Linked DNA regions of Mus musculus: regions 2 and 3 are each linked to region 1. The links are chromatin contacts, called in public Hi-C maps. All regions are on one chromosome and are shown on one strand. Each heading gives the region's core, a stretch centred on a gene start, on an enhancer-like site or on the middle of the called end of the contact. The rest is flanking DNA. Distances are from core to core; before and after follow the strand shown. Region 1 has its middle 63 kb from the start of Gm41072. Region 2 overlaps Arl15 (ADP-ribosylation factor-like 15). Region 3 overlaps Arl15 (ADP-ribosylation factor-like 15).

The links. A called contact is a pair of places that touch in the nucleus more often than the background predicts.
Region 2: a contact with region 1 is called in a Hi-C map of liver, with 3 times the contacts expected there. The contact joins two enhancer-like sites. A contact is called at or near these places in 6 of 484 Hi-C or Micro-C datasets (cerebral cortex, liver, myocytes and 1 more) and 2 of 115 datasets of contacts at active chromatin or transcription factors (both in embryonic stem cells).
Region 3: a Hi-C map of liver shows a contact between it and region 1, with 2.1 times the contacts expected there. The contact joins two enhancer-like sites. A contact is called at or near these places in 11 of 484 Hi-C or Micro-C datasets (cerebral cortex, cumulus cells, embryonic stem cells and 4 more) and 3 of 115 datasets of contacts at active chromatin or transcription factors (embryonic stem cells and liver).

What each region holds. Positions count from the first base shown.
Region 1 is chr13:114,270,043-114,273,141 of GRCm38.p6, forward strand. No RefSeq gene overlaps it. Among named protein-coding and RNA genes, the nearest start is that of Gm41072, 63 kb to the left of the region's middle. Within about 2 kb of position 1,554, at least 14 of the 459 cell types and tissues checked have an H3K27ac peak or open chromatin away from gene starts, as enhancers often do. A contact at or near this core is called in liver, where this site is marked.
Region 2 is chr13:114,064,029-114,067,127 of GRCm38.p6, forward strand. All of the region lies in intron 4 of Arl15 (ADP-ribosylation factor-like 15), which reads left to right. Among named protein-coding and RNA genes, the nearest start is that of A430090L17Rik, 86 kb to the right of the region's middle. Within about 2 kb of position 1,508, at least 10 of the 459 cell types and tissues checked have an H3K27ac peak or open chromatin away from gene starts, as enhancers often do. A contact at or near this core is called in liver, where this site is marked.
Region 3 is chr13:114,085,010-114,088,108 of GRCm38.p6, forward strand. All of the region lies in intron 4 of Arl15 (ADP-ribosylation factor-like 15), which reads left to right. Among named protein-coding and RNA genes, the nearest start is that of A430090L17Rik, 65 kb to the right of the region's middle. Within about 2 kb of position 1,497, at least 21 of the 459 cell types and tissues checked have an H3K27ac peak or open chromatin away from gene starts, as enhancers often do. A contact at or near this core is called in liver, where this site is marked.

The DNA of each region.
Region 1 (3,099 bases), core at 304-2,803:
TACCAGCCCAGAGATGGCACCACCCACAAGGGGCCTTTCCCCCTTGATCACTAATTGAGAAAATGCCTTACAGTTGGATCTCATGGAGGCATTTTTTCAACTGAAGCTCCTTTCTCTGTGATAACTACAGCTGTGTCAAGTTGACACAAAACTAGCCAGTATACCCACTCTGCCTTTTGATGAAAGAATTTAGCCAAGTCCGTTTAAGGGAATTAGAGATCGGAAAGAGCTATGTGTGCCGTTCGTGGTTTTCTGACTCTTATGTACTCCTTTGACTCTTTATTTCTCTGTGTTGGCTTGATTTTTTTTCTTTTTGTAACGACAGGTTTTTATTCCATTATATTTTCTGAATGTACCCCAAGCTTTTCTATTATATCATAAGACTTAAATAAAACATTATATATACGGGCAGTGGTGGTGCACGCCTTTAGTCCCAGCACGTGGGAGGCAGAGGCAGAGGCAGGAGATTTCTGAGTTTGAGGCCAGCCTGGTCTACAGAGTGAGTTCCAGGACAGCCAGGGCTACACAGAGAAACTCTGTCTCAAAAAAAAAAAAAAAAAAAAAAAAAAAAGAAAGAAAAAGAAAAAAATTATATATAATACACACACACACACACACACACACACACACACACACACAGTATGTATTCCTCTCCGTGCCTTAAATGCTTGTAACAGTCAATTTTAATATGATATCAACTTCAACATTTCAGCCATGTTTGTGACATCAGAATTTACACTTTTTAATAGTGCGTTTAAAATACTGCATCTGTAGTTATTTTTGGTAACTTTTGCTAGATATCTAGATACCAGCAGATTTTTGAAGGCCAGTGAAGATGGATTCCCTCCTTGTAATCACCAGCTTGTAGACACAAGAGCAGAGGCAGGAGGATTCCACTTGTTCCTTGTAATATAGGACTTGGTGGCCCTATATTACCTGTCACCGCTCCCAAAGCAAATTAGAAGACAGGAATTAGATGAGGAGAGAGCTTTACATCAGGAAAACAGAACAAAGGCCATCTCAAAGCAAAGTTCCCCGTTTTCCAAAAGGGAAGGGTCTCAAGGTTTTCATGGGGGAGATGTGTGGAAGATGTCAGATTCACTATTGTCCTTCAAATCTGACCTCTAGAGGCTTGCTCTGTCTTTGACTTGAAAATGACCTCAGGCCCACTCCCTATGCGCTTGCTCATTAACACTCTTAATTTGGTAGCAGGTAAAGGCAGTGGGAGCCATCCCAATAGCTCTTCCTTATAGGTTCAAATGCCTTGTGAAAGAGGTGAACGCATTGCAGCTGCCCTTCGTGACAGCACAGCTATAGATGAGACAAGAAGTCAGAAGGAGGAAGTCCCTGGAGCTGAGGGACAGCATCGCTGGAGCCAAGGGACAGCTCTTCCTCCCAGACTTTTCTTTTCTTTCTTTCTTTCCTTCTTTTTAGATTCATTTTGGGGTTTTGCTGTAATTCTTTCTAATCTACTAATCTGTTACATGTTACTCATCAAAAGAATGGGATCTGAGCCATGAACCCAGCCCTGGGTAGAGACTCGGCCTTCTGAACTGGCTGGAAGGTCAACGTTTACTATCAGGCAGGAGGCCTTACATACCATAACTTCTCCCTTAAGAGTCGACCCACATGGGACTGTCAGTCACCTAGACATAAAACGTCCCACAGGAATAATGTCTGTTCCAAGATTTAGAAACAAAGCCTACCTAAACACGTAGCTGCTTTTGGCCGTCGCCCACTCAGTCCACTATATCTTGTAATAAACCCCGCCTAGTTTCTGCATTGTGCTGCATACCTCATCTGAATTCTTTCAAGAGACATTACCAGGAAGGGAGGTGAAAGGGAGGCTGGAGCAACGTCCTGGTCCCAGTGAGGGTTAGAACATTCTGAATTTGCGTGGATGTCAACTCTTGCCGGCGAGTTTTGTCTTTGTTTTATGTTGATCATTAACTATCTGTTGCTACAACAGCTTGCTATAAGGCAGATCTTGGGACGGAATCTCTTTTCTGTTATTCGCTTGGGGAAAGCCTTTTCTGTCAGCCGTATCAGGATTCAGGGCCAGCTTTGTTGTGAAGGATTTTGGGTTGGCAGACTTGCCTTTCCTTTCAGCAAGTTTGCCTATACCATCCTGACCTAAGTGGTTTCTGGTGAGAAATCTGCTTGCAGTCTTTGGGGGATTTCCCTTACAAGAAGGGACTCATTTTCTTCTGGCTGTTTTCAAAAGTCTTTGTCATTGATTTCTGACAATGTATTTACACTGTGTCTCCATGAAAACCTTATTTGCGTTTGCCTGGAGTATTCTGGGCTTAGTGTGTGCTCATTCTCTCCACGGACCTCGGTTATTTCTTCTTTAGACTAGGTTTCTACCTTTCTTTTGTCAATTCTCTCTAAAGATGCCTATGTCCCTTAGCTTCTCTTTTGGGCCTCTTAATCTCAGTAATAAAATAATTTAAAAATGAACCTGAAAGGAAGGTCAGGGACAATTTTATTAGCGTTTAAAAGAAAAACAACAGGACAGGCAGGCTGTAGACTTCACAGCTGCCAGGAGAAGAGAGAGTGGGGGAGAGAGAAAGCCATGCAGTTTGCAATAGAGGTCTGCAGGCAGCCACATGACAAAAAGCCTTCAAAGAAATGGCAGATGCCCAGAAGGCCAGGGAAAGCATGCTCTGCTTTTGGCCAGTATTTGGAACAACAATAACAACAACAACAACAACAACAAAACAAAAACAACAGCAACAACAAAGAACAAGGTAAACGCTATGCTTTTTGGAGTCCTAATTCTGAGGTCAGACTAGCACCATGCTGCTCTCTTCAAGTGTCCCCAGCATCTGCACCAGAGAAGTTGTTTCTGGGAAGGAAGGACACATTATTCCATTACAGGATGATAATCTCTTCTATCTCCTTTGGAGCAGCCTGAAATGGCAGGTCTCCTACCCTGGGCAAGAGATGGAACTTAGAGCAGAGCGCAGAGACCCTCACCTTCTCCTTCCTACAGGAATTGGAGTTCCATGGAGTGAGAAGGCCGATCTTCATGTTTCTAGCATTCCCGGGGAATGAGAAGCAGCATCAGGCCCGAGCTCCAGTGGCCCAAGGTTCCTT
Region 2 (3,099 bases), core at 258-2,757, 210 kb before region 1:
AGCTTGTCAACATTGGAGACATTTGCAGCTATATGCATCTGTTAGCGATCAGTGTCCTGACTTAATCGGCGAGTTTAAAATTCTGATTACGCCTATGTGCTTCTGATTCCTTCTTGCAAAACAGATGAGTAGTTTTTGTCCAAAATTTGTTCCAAATCCTATTTTTTTGGCAGCATGCTAAGCTTAGTCAGTGTGAATAGAGTATGCTCTCCGTGTCTTGATTACTCTGCCTAAAATATCTCAACATCGTCCATTCGGGCTTTCTTAGGTTAGTACCGCTAATGTTAAACATCAACAACTTCTTTGAAGCTAGTGGAAAAAGTTGCAGCTGAGGCTCTCACAACCTTTCTGACATCTCCCCACACCCCATTTGCATTGTTCAGCTTCCCAGTCCTGAACGCTGAACAGTTAACCTTTGTAGCTCAAAGCCTTTCCTTCCCTCAGCCGCTGCCGTTAGTTTCATGTTCCTCCACAAAGAGAGAGGACAGCTGAATGGAAAGAGGTTATCATTACTATTACATTGACCTTCACTGTCTCCTGAGTGCCCTGGGTCTCCCATCTCTCCTAGTAGCCCAGGACACATTTCTGAGTTCTTTACCTTATAGTCACCAAATGGGGAAAATTGTTGAACCTGTAGTCCTATGAGAGAGACATTCATTCAATTCATTTCTTCATAAAAAAATGACTTTTTTATTTTATTGTTTGGGTGTATATCTGTGTCTTCAGTAAGTGTGTTAGAGTTTGTGTGTGTGTCTATGCACATGCACCTGTGCATATGGTGGAAGTCAAAGGACACCTTTCAAGAGCCAGTCCTCTCCTTCCACCATGATCTCTATCAATAGAACTCCTGTGATGGGGCTTGTGCAGCACTCTACCCACCATGCCTTTGTGCAGTGTCCATACGCACAACCGCAAATGTGGTAGACGGGATTAATAGCTGTTTGGCTCTTTGTGGCATTATCTTGGGTACAGATGCCAATAGTGAACTTGCATGGTAGGATATAAATTGTACCCTCAGACGGAGCCTCTGACGGACCAGTGTGAGGATGTAGCAATGATAGAAGGTGAAGCAGCCCTCAGAATCTGTGGTGGAAACTGGAGCTCAGTTACTGCACTCTGGACCACCGGAGGCTGCTAGCTGCTTTTGCTCACACTAAGAGATAAGCAGTTGGGGGGTGTTGCCTCAGTCATTTGTTGACTCAGATTAATCATTGCCGTGAAGCAGCATTCAGCCCTTAGGAAAAGTTAGTTGCCTTGTTTGGAATCTAAGATGCTGGAACGGTAAACTTTGAAAACATGCTTTGATGCTCAGATTTAACAAAAAGTTCAAAGAAAATAAAAGCCCTTCAAATACAAAGCTAATACCTCAGCCGATTCTCATTGCTTTAAAATGCTAAGTGTTTCTTCTCGAAAGCAAATAAGGCAGAGGTCATTATTTTTGTTGCTTGCCAAAGCAAGAGGAGTGTGATGGTTTTCACAGTGTTCTGGGAAAGCGTAGCAGCTTTCATCACAGAAACCTAACTGGAGTGGCGGGCTGGTTTCACTGATGTAGATAGAGAGCCTTCTGCCTACCCTGCCTTCCATGTGCTCCTGAGACAGACAGGAAAAATCCCATCAAAGGTGGATTTAACACAGGGAGAAGTGTGTTTAGTACCTGCACTGGCTGGTTTTGTGTGTCAACTTGACACAGGCTGGAGTTATCACAGAGAAAGGAGCTTCAGTTGAGGAAATGCCTCCATGAGATCCAGCTGTAAGGCATTTTCTCAATTAGTGATCAAGTGGAGAGAGTCCCTTGTGGGTGGTGCCATCCCTGGGCTGGTAGTCTTGGGTTCAATAAGAAAACAAGTTGAGTAAGCCAGTAAGAAACATCCCTCCATGGCCTCTGCATCAGCTCCTGCTTCCTGACCTGCTTGAGTTCCAGTCCTGACTTCCTTTGGTGATGAACAGCAATGTGGAAGTGTAAGCTGAATAAACCCTTTCCTCCTCAACTTGCCTCTTGGCCATGATGTTTGTGCAGGAATAGAAACCCTGACTAAGACAGTGGCCAAGCACATAAGCCCATTTGTGAAGGAGGATTACTAGTAGTGCTTGTTACATAATTAACAGGTCCTACCACAAAATAGAAATATTCACATCCCTGAAGCTGCTTTAAAATGCCATTAGAAATGTTTTCTGTCCATGATCCCCTGTTTAGGCTCCTGTTTTCCATCAGACTGAACTTGCAGAACACAGGGTCAAAGATGAAATTACTAACAATGTCAAGACTGGGGTTGCCCAGAGCTCATAGAGAACATGTGCAAGACCGTGGGTTTCAGCCTTCTTATCACTACCAACTACAGAAAGTCCAGGCTAGTGACCACGGGGTACTTACTTAGCACACAACCCATCTTGGCCTGGGTGCCTTTCAAAAGTTGGATCCTGTGTGGAGGTGCATGGGATCTACACACTCCCAAAGCCAACCTTGGACACAGTTGTGATCACTACGCCATGTAACATGTCAGCCTGGAAGCATTTTCAGGTTAGAAAGGAGCTGAGCACGTTTATATACATCAAACTTATTAAGTAGATGTTTTGCAGAGTTTGGTTTGGGTTGGAGTTGGGGGTAGTTTCTTATGTGGGAAGAGAAGAACAAGGTATAAAGACTTGGATTAGGTAATGACTTGAAGAAATACAGTGACTGATGCAAAGGTAGCCCAGGGCTACTTCCATTATAGAACTTGCCATCCTGGGTCTTAGATGCCGCTACAGAAAGACGGACAGCCACCCTTAGGAGGCTTCTGGTTTGTCTTCTAATGGATTTGTATACTTTGTAAATTTGCTTTGGAGACGCACTATAGAGAAAGGGCTCAGCAATCAGATCGTGGTCCAGCTTGTGACCCTCAACCCCCTGAGGAAGCCGTAAGCTGCAGAGTTATGCATAGTTGGCCGAGCTTCTTGCCTTGCATGCAGCATAGACTTAGGGATGGGGGAAGCTGGCCAGTAGTCCCCGCTTTCTTGTTAGCTGGACAAATGTGTTACAGCTTCCTACCGTTCTATCAAATACCCAAGATAAGTGTCACCAACTTATAAAGGTTTATGCTAGCTCACAGTTTTAGAGAT
Region 3 (3,099 bases), core at 247-2,746, 190 kb before region 1:
GTTTAAGAAAGGTCCTGTCTCAAGAAAAAGAAAGTTGGAAAGTTCTAGGGGACCCCCTGCCATCCATCTCTGGCCATTTACACATCTCCCTTCCTTGCCCCCACCCCCACCCCCCAACACACACACACACACACACACACACACACACACACTACAGCCATTTAGGTATTGTTTCTTTTAATCCAGATTTCGGGCAGTAAAACCAATTGAGTCCAAAGAAATAAACTGTTAAGTCAAAACAACAGTTGAAAGAAGCAAGGATCGGTACTTTAAATTGTGCCAAAGAAGCGAAGTTGCCAGATAGGTTCTGAAGGATTCTCTTTCTCGGGAGACTTCTGTGGATTTTGAGCGCTTATCCTTCCCATAGGAAGCGCTGTTGGTATCATGGTGAAGGGAAGTGTCAGAATCAGGCCACCCCAGGACTCCCCCCTCTCCCCAGTGCTGCATCAGGACCAAGTAGGTCCCTGCTAAAGACAGACATTGAAGGAGGTACAGGCTAGGAGCAGGAACGCTTGCAGAGGCTGGAGGAAATGATCAGCTGCAAAAGGCAGAGTTAGTAACGGAGGATGTTTTCTTCTCGTGTTGACATCAGTGTCGCCCACCTCTAGATGTGCTATTCTGAAAACCTGACTTAGAACAAGCAGTGCTCAAGAAATGGCAAGAGCCCCACAGTAAAATTCAGTCTCCTGACTCACGCGCTAGACGAACCTTAATGTGGCCATGCCTGGGTGGTTCTGGGAATTAGTATTCCACCCCTACAAATCTAAACCACTTGCTACTTGGACAGCACCTTGTGTTTTACAAAACACTTCACTTAGGCGAGTTTAGACACATTGTTATAAAGACACTTTCTTATCCCCTTTCTGGGCAAGGAGCTAGATCTTGGGTGGTTGTGGACGGGAATTTCATAGCTTTCTATATGGGGGGGGGGGCTTTCTCTATATAGAATTAGCATGTTTGAAATGTTCAAAGAATCCTGGACTTTAACATTCTTCTTGCCTCAGAGTTTTCGTTCAGTTGCTGTGACAAGTGAATTAGGGGGTCAAGGGGGGAGCAAAAACAGTTTCAGCTAAGGCAGGACCATCTGCTGACCAGTCAGCCTTCCACCCTCAGCCGGGGCATTAAGACTCATGTTCTCATTGCAAACCTAATAGCTGTCTTGGCTGAGGTATCGTCTCACACATACAGATCCCAGAACCTTAAATATACGTGAAAATATATGACTGCCGTGTGATTTTTCTTTTTAAAAAAAAAAAAATGCAAATTCACCTGCAAGCCTTCCTGAATTTGTAATAAACTCTGAGCCTTAGACATGCTCACTGGAGATATAGATCACTTGTAGGATTCAGTCACAACACTATCACCACCCCCACTCCACCCCACCCCAAGTTTCTTTTGCCACTTTCCTTTTTTACACTGAAGTGTTGGGAAACAGGTAGCCCAGGTGACCCGGTCCCTTTGTTGACATAGAGTCTGGGAAACAGCACCCCCCCACCCCCACCCCCCAGATAAAGATAGTCAGTGCTCTGGATGGTCGGTGGCTCGGTCCGCCTATTCTGAGTAGAGTGACTCAGACATTCCACTTAAGTGGCATACTTTGTATCTTTCATCTTAAGAGTATAAATACTTCTTAAAAGTCCACGTGGAGACAGAGGAAGAAAATGAGCAAAGGGAGGGTGGGGAGTGAGGGGGCCCTGCCCAAGGTCACACTGGGCACGGATGGAAGCAGGGCATAGAACCTGATTCTCCTGGCTGGAATTCATTGTTCTCAGGCCTTCCTTCCAGTGACTCGATAAGGCGTTTTCGTCTCTAATTTCATCATCAAAGAGCCTGGGTCTGAAATTCTTATATTTTATGATAGCATCTTCCAAAATATGATCTCCTCTATCATTGGGGTCAATCAATCAGGTTAGTTTATTTTGGCAAAGTTCTGTGGACTTAGGTTCTGAGATTATATTGATCTATAATTCCATAAAAACTGAGACGGGGTATTCATGACACAGAGTTGATGGGAATGTTTTCCAGTTAAGCAATAATTAACCTTACAGATGAAGCTATTGGTGCCTATCATCTCTAAATAGGGCAAACCACTACGTGTAGGAGACAGCTAAACTGAATTAATAATACAAACGAAGCAGTAGTTGGTTTTGGTTCAGGTGCTTATATAATGAATTTATCAGTATTTATTTTGTTAATCTATCAATAATAAAATTTTGATTTGTTGCATATATAATAAAAGATGTATTTACTACCATGGGCAGGCGGATGCTCTCTTTACTCATTTCCTCCATGTGGACATGTTTACAAAGTATTTAGACCACTAAAGATGAAAGATACAAAGTATCTTTTTTACACCCCTCTCCAGCCACCATGGGACCCAAAGGCTCCAGGAGAGACTTTTAAAGTGTGAAGTTAATTTCTGTTAGAGTCCATCATCTTCTTTGAGTTCATCATCCATCTAAACAATTGACCTAAGAGCTCTGGCAATAAGTAACACTTTCATGCTGTTGCTTCACCTGGCATCCTCTTTCCTGTATGCATGGCTTTCTTTCTGAATACCAATGTTGCTGGACCACCATCCTCGCCTGCAGCCCAACACCAGAAGAGTCTTGAGTGGCTGTGTTATTGTTGCTGTTCTTGCTTTTGTCCCATTTGTCCAGTTCCATTGGCAATGGCACTTCCATGCATCAAGCAATGTCTTGGACCAGTCATCCTGTCTGCTGCCTTGGACTGCCCAGCTAGCCTTGTTGCCGCCACATTTTCCCAAGCCTTTTTCCCCCTCCTACTGGAAACCTGCTCTTAGCAGTTGCCTTCTTCAAATTGTGCAGTGGCTCCTCATGTCCCAAAGTATAAAAGTTCACATTTTTTGGCACAGCGCGAGCGGCCCTCCCTCTGTGACCTGCCCCTGCCCTCCTCCTGTGTTCTATTTCTGCTACCTTAGCCCAGGACATAGGACAAGAAGAGTGCTCAACTCCTGGTCTGTGAGGAATGGTGGAATAAAGCAGTCTGCTTCTTTCCTGCATATATGATCACACACAGTCTAAGTCCGGGACACTGACTCTTCGGTGTGGTAGTAGGTAAGCCTTCTTGACAGAAAGG